Regions from separate parts of the Gossypium raimondii genome. Here region 1 is linked to region 2. A link is a contact called in public Hi-C data. All regions are on one chromosome and are shown on one strand. Each heading gives the region's core, a stretch centred on a gene start, on an enhancer-like site or on the middle of the called end of the contact. The rest is flanking DNA. Distances are from core to core; before and after follow the strand shown.

What was found. A called contact is a pair of places that touch in the nucleus more often than the background predicts.
Region 1: a Hi-C map of leaf shows a contact between it and region 2, with 2.1 times the contacts expected there. The contact joins the promoter of LOC105798601 here to the enhancer-like site in region 2. A contact is called at or near these places in 2 of 2 Hi-C or Micro-C datasets (both in leaf).

The regions. Positions count from the first base shown.
Region 1 is chr9:25,285,556-25,290,626 of ASM2569854v1, forward strand. LOC105798601 (heavy metal-associated isoprenylated plant protein 32) reads right to left here and starts at 2,727. Exons shown (of 3, transcript XM_012628726.2): 1 at 2,359-2,727; 2 at 2,167-2,242; 3 at 348-2,078. The coding sequence starts at 2,388. The coding sequence ends at 646.
Region 2 is chr9:24,938,673-24,943,580 of ASM2569854v1, forward strand. No RefSeq gene overlaps it. Among protein-coding and RNA genes, the nearest start is that of LOC128032955, 34 kb to the left of the region's middle. Within about 2 kb of position 1,294, the one cell type or tissue checked has open chromatin away from gene starts, as enhancers often do. A contact at or near this core is called in leaf, where this site is marked.

The DNA.
Region 1 (5,071 bases), core at 1,477-3,976, 350 kb after region 2:
TTTGTTTTTTATATATAGAAAAGAAGTTAAAGAAACAAACAAGGGAAATCTTTACCAAAGGTTTTTGTAGAAGTGAAAAGTGAAAATGAGAATGTAAAAGTTAAAAAGGGTTAAAAAGTTAAAGCGGTTACCTAGTTATAATCATTATTAGGAATGAGAGAGAGTAGGGACAAAATCGCCAATAAAAACACGGTATTCAAGACTGGTGGGTCCCAATTTCTCCCACCGCACTCACTCTGTCCCACACTATCACATGACTCTTTTATCATTGTTTTACAATTTAATATTGCTATTGTATGTGTGTTTGTGTGTGTGTGTGTGTGTGTGAGAGAGAAGTAGAACAAATATTTATTTGTGTTAATCTTATTTGTATTGCTACATATAATTTATATAATATCAACAACATTCTCATAAAAAAGGAAAGCCACACCACTGACTTTCCACTTACAACATTTATCATCCTCCCCTAAAACCTTCAACAAAAATATTATCTATATCATAATTTAACCCCTAATCCAACATAAAATTTAAAAAAAGAAAAGATAAAAACTAAAATTAAAAAAAAAACATTTTCAAGTATATTATGGCATCAAACTTGAACTTTTTTTTTAGGGGGTAAAATGAAAATCCAAATCATCATCATCTTCACATAACATTGCAGCTTGAGGTATTCTCATCACTAAAGAAGTGGGTATAAGGGTCGGGTTGAGGTTGAGCTTGAGGTTGGGGATATGGATACGGGTATGGATATTGACATGGGTATGGTGGCATGTAATTCACAGCTGCGGGTGGCCTAGCATGCATCATGGGCTGAAACCTCTCATTTCCTCCTCCCATTGCACGTTGTTGGTTCATCATTGCTGCCAAATACTGTTGTTGTTGTTGTTGTTGATGGTATGGGTTACCCGGCATTACATCCGGACCCGCTCCTTGGAAGTACCCTCCGCCGCCGCCGCCGCCGTTCATGGCTGCTGCCGGTAACCCTTGCACTGCTGGGATGTTACCCATTTGGGGTAAGCTCCCCATTTGGCCCATTGCCATGTTCATGGCAGCAGCCCTTTGTTGTTGACTCATGTTCCCTCCATTAGCGCCGCCACCCATGGTAGGGAACCCATCGGAAACACCGTTGGGAGCTCCCTTTTTGCCACCGTTTCCACCACCGTTGTTACCACCATTCTTCTGTAGCTCCTGAGGTAAACCACCGCCATTTTTACCACCGTTTTTACCACCGCCACCTTGATATGGATTCCCCCCGTTAGGATTCCCTCCAGCACCACCACCTTTCTTACCTCCATTCCCATTTTTACCCTCATTGTTACCACCACCAACAGGCATACCACCACCCCCACCGTTACCACCTTTCTTACCATTACCCCCACCATTAGGAGCAGCATTTTGAGGACCCTTTTGGGGATTCATAAGCTGAGGAAGATTACCATTCATCATGCCATTCAACATCACCATGTTGTTGGGCATTCCTTTAGGAGGAGCATTATTCCCCATCATAGCCTTCATCTTGTTAACTGGATGACGAGGATCATCCAACTCATCGCCATCATCAAAATCATCATCATCAAGATCACAATCATCATCCAAGTCATCATCATCATAATCATCATCACTGAAATCTTCCTCTTCAGCAAACTTGACAGCTTTGTTGTTTTGGAGTTGGTTGGGATTAGGACCCATTTTCATGTCCTTCAACTGAGGCAGCTTCAGATCTTGGAACCCTTTCATTTGTTGAAGCTGTTGAAGATGCTGGTGCAACTGTTGAGGTGTCGGCTGACCACCTTTCGGCTGGTTATTGTTGTTGTTGTTGTTCCCTTTCTGACCACCCTTGTTGTTGTTTTGGTTGTTGTTCTTGTTGTTGTTGTTTCCACCTTTTTTGCCATTATCAAGCATCTGCATGTTCTTGAACTGGTTGGCAAGATGAGCTTGATTGTTGTTAGCTTTTGCAGAACCCCAAGGCTCTGCATGCTTCCCTGATTTTGCAAGCTTTCTTATTAGAACATTAGGATCTACATTTCCCAACACTGTTACCTTACCTTGCTCAGAATCTATGGTGGTCTTAAAAACCCCTGACATAACAAAAATAAAACCCAAAAAACTCAACTTTAAAGTCTGAAACATGAAAACAAATTAATGTCCCAAAAAATGAAGAAATACCTTCAATCTTTTGTAAGATTTTCTTCACTTTGTGCTTACATCCATCACAGTGTATGTTAACCTTGAGGACACAAGTCTGCAAACAAGCAAAAAAAAAAGATTTTTTGAGTAGAAACGAAGTAAAGGTATAATCTTTAACCAAAAAAAAGATAGAGAAACAAAAAATGAGAGAGAAAAAGAAAGAGAAAATACTTGGATCTTCATAAACTCTTCTTTACTCATTTTTTTTTTGTTCTTTTCTAATCTCAAATACACAAACAAAAACAACGAGAATGAAAGAGGAAAAAAAAGGGTTGGTCACAGATCTGAAGAAAAAACAGAAGAAATGATAGAAATTTACAACAAATCCCAACAAAGACTTAGTATTTGGGTTTGTTTAACAGAAGAAGAAAGAATGAGAGCAGGGAAGAAGAAGAAGAAGAAAGAGAATATATGTTAATAAGCAAAGCAAAGACTCTGCTAAAAGGCAAGAAAGAGAGAGTGCCGGCAATGGCAATGGCAATGGCAACGGCAACAGCAGGCAAAGCAAAGCAAAGCAAAGCTTCACTCTATCTTTTGGATCTTTATTTATTGATATATTTATATATGTTGAAATTTTACCAGAAAGAAGATAGAGTGATTTTTGTTTTTTTTTTGTTGTAAAATGGGGTTTAGGCTTGGCTTGAGCTTTGGCTTTTGGCTTTGGTATTGGCTTTGTATGAACAAGAAAATAAATAAATAAATTTGAGGCTTTTGGTGATTTCACAATTTTCACCGTAGGAGGGGGATTGGATTTTGGTGGGTCCAAAATAATAAATGGAGTGTACAAAGATCACAGATTTGAATGAACTCCTTGTCAGATTTTTACTCTCTTATAATACAATACAATAATGACAGTAGATGGCATTGCCATACGCTTCCCTATCCTCCTTAGATTCGAGTTTATTTTAATTATTTTCTTATTTTTTAATTAAAAGGATTTTCGTCAAATAATTAAACTCTTTGAATTGTAAAATTAAATTTTATATCAAAACTTCTAACGAGGAATAAGTTGATGGAAGAGATTCGAAAATTATCTATATTATTATATCTTCTTTTATGTTTAAATACATATCTTTTAAATCTAAATATATTTTTTATTATTTAAATTGAATTCAAAATTAGGAAAAGAAATTGGTCCAAAGCTTGAGTTTGTACATGCCAGCCTAATAAATTTAAACAAAAAGAACTTACCATATATCATGATTGGATTACCTTGGTGTATCCATTTTACAACCTTCAAACCCCATATAAATTTTATTCTTTTTTTTTCTCAATAAAAGTTCAACTAAAGTGCACTCTAACCATATTTCTTGATTTATAAGAATCAAAGTCTTGGAAAACCCCTAACCCTAATCACAAAATAAACACAACCCTAAAATTCTTGCTACTCCATCAAACCGTAATTGGATTTCCTCCCATTGAATCAAGCACATATTGAATTTCTCTTTATCAATCAAGTGCATTCATTTTCTTTCCTAAATTGAAAATTTCCCACTCCACTAAAGAGAAAAACTATGTCGAAAAGAAATAAAATTTGCCTAACATATGTAAATTATCAATATTTATCAAAGTGTAATAGATTAATGCTTTTTCGAAAGAATTGAATTTAATTGAAACACTTAAACATAATACAGATACTAGTATACATCTCATACACCGCATCCTATAGTCAAAGTAAGAGAACTTTTTTTCAACCCTCCTATATTTGATTGGTCTCCTTGTTTCAATCACTTGTAGGATGCGCATGAACTCCGTTGTTGTCCAAGATGTCTACCAAAACTAACTAAACTAAATTAATATTAAAACTAAGAAAAGAAAAGAAAAACAAAACAAAAAAAAAACCAACAAGAAGTTTCAATCAATGCTAGTTCATGGAGTTTGGAGCATCTATCATTGAATTTGAACGGTAAAAGGAGGCTTGGATGAGGAGAAGCATCAATCAAAGTCTGGTGACGATTCAATGACTAAAAGAAGATACTGGAAAATTTGAAGTTTTGGACATTGGGATTTGATTTGGTTGATTTCATCTTAAACCATTCAATAATTGGAAGAAAGCAACGAAAAGGTAGCAAGTCGATACCTTCAATTGGCCAAAAGTGACCTGAATTATGGTGATTCCAAGTACAGGCTAGGGTTTGGAGAAGAAGGGAGTAGCTTTGTTTTGTTCTACAAAGGAATAGAAAATGAATAGACAAAAAAAAAGGAAAAAAGGAAACTTACGTGTGAGATATTTTTATAATCTTTCTAATTTTTTTTAGAATATTGACCAATTGGAAATAATTTGAAAATATTAAGGCTACTTTTTAATAATCATGACCAAATTGACATAATATATAAACATTGACGGCTAAAATTATTATTATATCAATTTTAAAAGTTGTTACATCATCTCCCCATTAGTCTGTTAACAATTGGTGACAAAAAAAAAAAAGAAAATCCAATAAATTGAGTGACCATTTTATTACTTTCCATAGCTGGGTGACAAAAAAAAACCTTACTAATAGTGGCCTTGTTCCGTAGACTAAGGGTGCCTTTGGATAAAAATTTGCGATGGTGAGATGGAAGATTGAGAGATTATTCTTTCTCATTGCATTGCTTTCATATTTAGGTAACTTATGGTGTAATCCATTTAGCAACTCTCACCTGTAGAAAAAAAAAACCCCTCTAATGAAAAGTGTTCTTGTTTTCTTAAAAGAGTGCTTGTTTTGATTCCAAATAAAAAATGATGCATGCTTATTGATTAGCTTCTATTGACAGTGGTATATAAAAAATTTAATAAATAATGATGTTAATATGAAAATTGTTATCATATAATAATTATATCAATTATTTTATCTGATAGTTTAATAAGCACAAACTCGGACAATGGGATGTCGGGCAAATA
Region 2 (4,908 bases), core at 44-2,543:
AAGCTACTAACCAATTAGCTCTGAACCGAAACTTACCCAAGACCAGAAAAAAAAGATAGCAAGGTAATTCAGCTCAAAATCAGCAGTAAGAAAGAATAATATGGAATACCCACAAAGAGATTGTGAACATACAAGTTGATTCAGATTAGAAAAATTTGATTGAGCAACCAATTTTTCAAGAACTGTGAAAAAACTAGAAAATATAATGATTAGGAACAAGAACAGTGAAAGTAACAACCCTTTTCTAAAAAATTTACAATTAGCTTAAATGAAACAGGTTCATGAAAACATGTTTCTGGTTGCATTTTATGGGATGTCTACCGACGCAAAATAAAATACATGTTCACAAACAATTTCAAAAAGTCGAAGAAAATATCAAGAATTTTAATTTAGGGTTTTCATTAAACAATAAAAAATTCAATATTTTGTTTTTCAGTATTGAATAAAAGAGACAGAGGAATGCAAAGAAGACATACCTGGGCTCTCCATTAAATCCATCTTTATGAAGCAGTCAATTTGATTTCAACTATTTTGATCTTAATAATAGTTTTTCCAGTCAAATGAAAAAAATAACCTAAAAAAAGAAGAGACGAAGAAAAATTAAAAAGAGGAGATGAGCAGTTTTTGATTAAGGTTTAGGTTTAAAAATTTTAATTAATTAAATTTATTTAATTTAAAATCTATTTTCATCCCATTTAGAAATCAAGCGGCACTTAAAATCTAGTTGGACCGCCACATAAGATTATCATTAGAGAGATAACGAAACTTAACGGTAGAGTGATCGATTAAGTAACAAAATAATAATGAAGTGACTAAACGTAATATTTCAAACATAAGTGACTAAAATGTAACTTTGAGGCAAACAAAAGTGACTATTTTATAGTTTACCCATAAATAAATATTGGTTTGAGATTCAATTTAATTAAATAATATCCAAGGGTTGAGTTCAATACTAGAATTCACCTTTTCTCTATTTTCTTATCCCTTAATTTTTGTAATGGTAAGTTGAAACCACTTACATCAATATAAATTTATTTTTTATTATGCGTAAAATATAATTAATTTATACGTTTTAAAAAGTTTATAGGATTTATTAAAAATTTTATTCATGTAAATTGAAATTTCAAAACTTAATATAAATTTGTTAAAATAAAAAGCAAAATTCAACTTAAATTCATACACTAGAAAAGGGAGATAAGAAGGAAGTTGTAGTAATAATGAAGCGTGGAGGCGTCTGGATTTCTTTTGTGGGACCCACATCTTAACCTTTTTCTTATTTTAAACACCTTCCGTACTTCCCTTAATAATAATACAAAAAATAAAAAATAAATGGAAAAAGATTCCCGCGCTCTTCTCACAGGCTAACCGACAAATTTCGCCGTTTACAAGCTTCCGTTATCTTTTTTCTTCACCCTTCTCTCCCAATCTTCTCCTTTATTTTTATTTTTATTATTTTCACCGTTTCCATGAAATGGCTCGGCTCGGCTCGGCTCGGCTCAAGTGTTCCGGCTAACAACTCTCTTTGTTTATTTGCTTCAAGGAATCTCTTTTAGATTAGATTGAGGATTACATAATCAACAACCTAACTGATGACCCCTCAAAAAACCACACGACCTAATTTATGGCTAAACTCAGTTAAAATTTCATTTTCATCATTAATGTTATTGAATTGTAATACTTTGATGATTTTTTCATAATTTTAACCGAAAAAATATCGTGACGTGTTAGTTTAAAGGTTAATATCTAACTTAACTTATGAACTATAATCGAAATATTTAATTTTATCTTTATAACATTTTTAATCATAATTTTGAAACATAATTATCTAAAATTTTAAAATTATCTACAAATTCTTTAAAAATTCAGAAATTTATTTATTTTCTAAAACTATAAAATTTATTTTTAAAATTATAGTTATGTAATAAAAAATCATAAAATCCTTAAAAAATTAACCTAAGTTGAGTAGGTTAAATTTCAAAATTGTAAAAATATCAAAAATTCTTTGAAAAACTCTGAAATTTTGTTATTTTATTTTTGAAATTATAAAAATGTTTTTAAAACTATAATTACGTAAAAAAATTGAAAATTTCACAAAATTCTAAAAACAACCTTTCAAACCTTTGAACTTTCTGAAAAAGCAACCTTTCTGCTTTCAACCCCATTTCCGCCACTTGAACCACCATGCCGACATCCTCTCCGGTCGAAAACAGGACCACCGTTCAAGCTTTGTCCTCTATCACTTCAACCCACAGCGGACAAATGAAATGAAAATGGTTTCTGTTTTTTTTACAGTGACATCAACGTACATGTATATCCATGTAAAGAAAATGGAGACAGGCAAAAAATCAAACAACATCCTTGAGCCTCTGAAACAACAAGTCGTCGCCATTGCTTGAGACCTTTCAGGTAATTATTATTTTTTTAATTCCGATGTTAATTTTTGAGTTACTTATTGGGAAGTGCTGATAATTTTTTTTGCCTATTTTTAATTATCTAAAAACTTAAAGTTCCATTGATTTGTTAACCTAAATTTTCTTTATCTTGAACTTTTAATTGATTAGAATATGGTAACTTTTTTTGTTTTTAATTTATTTTCACCTCAGAAATTTACTATATTTTGATGCAGTGTCGAACAATAAATCAATAATTCTTTTGGTTTTTGTTGTTTTTGTTTGATGGTAGCCTGTTTACATATTTACCTATTTAAAATGGCTGAAGTAAAATCTGTACAAAATTTAACCATTTTTATTGATGCGATGGGCTGGAAAAGAGAGAGGATTTTCTTACAAAGTGAAAGGGCTTGGAAGGTTCTTTTTCTTAGATTTTATGAAATTTTAATTTTTTACATAATTACTCATTATAAATTTTGATCACTATTTTTAGTTTCTTTTTAATCTATATGCGCTTTAATATACTCAAACTCACACCAACAATAGTCCTAAAACTCAAGACCAATTTAACATTTGTTAAACAAAATACTTTTAAGCTTTTCAAAAGTACTTTTGGGACAAAATTGGCCCAAAAACACTTTCGAGAAGTAAGATTGAGCTAAACCTCAATCAACATACATAATTATAGTTTTAAAAATATTTTAATAATTTAAAAAATTAAAATAGCAAACTTTCTGAAAATTTTAAAGAACTTTTGATATTTCAATATTTTTATAATTTTGAATTTTAACCTAACTCAATTTTTTTAATTTTTAAGACTATGATTTTATTAATTTTCACATAATTATAATTTTAAATTTTTATAGAAATTTTTTATTTTTAAAGAATTTTTTGCTAATCATTTTTTGCTTGCATTAAAATAAAATATAATCATCAAATTATATTATTTAACATAATTAATAATTAATAATTTTATATTTGTATATAAACAACCAGTACCAAAGTTATCATAGGTACTGCTATATACAAATATTTGTTTTAGATTTATTAGTGTTTTTAATTTTTTCCTATACTTATAGCCTAATTTCTAGTTTTTTAAAACAAAATATACATTAAATACAAGCAAATATATCTCATTTACATATCTAAAAAATGTTTATATAAAAACATAAAATTTAAAATTATTAAGTAAGTTAGATAATTTAATTTTAATGATTATATTTTATTCTTAATGTAACTAGAAAATAAAAATAATTATGAGAAATATAGAAATCTTGTACTAGTTGTTCATATACGAAATTTTTATATTTTTAAACTAATTTTTAATATTTTAAGCCATTTTCAATTTTTGTAACTTCAATAAAAATAAATATAATCATTAAATTAAGTTATTTAACTCAATTATTAATTATTAATTTTATGTTTGTATATAAATATATTTTACATATGTAATTGAGATCCATTGAATTTATATTAATATATATTTTAGAATAAATTACTTTACAGATAAAAGATCATGATTACTCAAAATCTATTTTTAATTTAATCATTATCGTTAATCAAATTGTTCACTTCACCCTTTTTCTAAATTTTTTAAAAAATGTGTATATATATTCTCCCCTACTGATTTAGTTTTTCCTGAAATGAACTGAAAAATCTCAAAATCATAAGCCAATGTTCAAAGTTTTTTAGTCCAATCTCGGTGGTTGACTATCCAACCGTATTGAGAAATCAATCGTAACACCATTCAAGGAAACTCCTCACCGTTGGGATCTTACAGTACATGCTCCGAGTTTCAAGAATCAAGGAAAACCCTAAACCTATTTACCCTCCCTCTCTCTCTCTTTTGTTTTTCGTTTTTTCTTCTTCGATTTTCTAATTTTCTCCTTATTTTACAAGTTGTGCTAAAATCCAGTTGCAGGGTTTTTGGGTTCGTGAGTTGTTATTGATTTGAGTTTGGGGTATTGTGGATTTGGTTTAGGTTAGGATTTGGCAAGGATCGACACAAAGACTTCAGCAACAACTAGGTCAAGTAAGGAAGAAGATGAGGAAAAAGATAAGAAAGAAAAAAGTGAACGAAAAAAAAGAAAAACTAAAAAGGAAGTGGAAAATATGTGAAAATGTATGGTCACATTTAACAACGGAGTGGTGAGTTTGACAATAAAAGTTTTAAAAAATAAAATGGGATACATGATATTTTTAAAATTTCACGAGTTAAAAATCTCCCTATTAACGTACTAGATAAATGTTTCTTTTAATAAAATCCTGTGGAAGATAATTATGTACTTTTTATTCTTATTTCTTTACTCTTTTTTTCTTTCTTAACAAATTTTCGTATCATTAAAGGTTTTAAATAATGGTAATTAACTAATTTAATTAAAATGAATTAACAAATTTATTTAAAAACAATATATATAATTGAATTAAAATAAGTTTAAAATCTTTACATCTAATTGAATTAAAATACAACTTAACTATAATTTAATTTACAGTTAATTGCACGAAACATCTTCAAAAT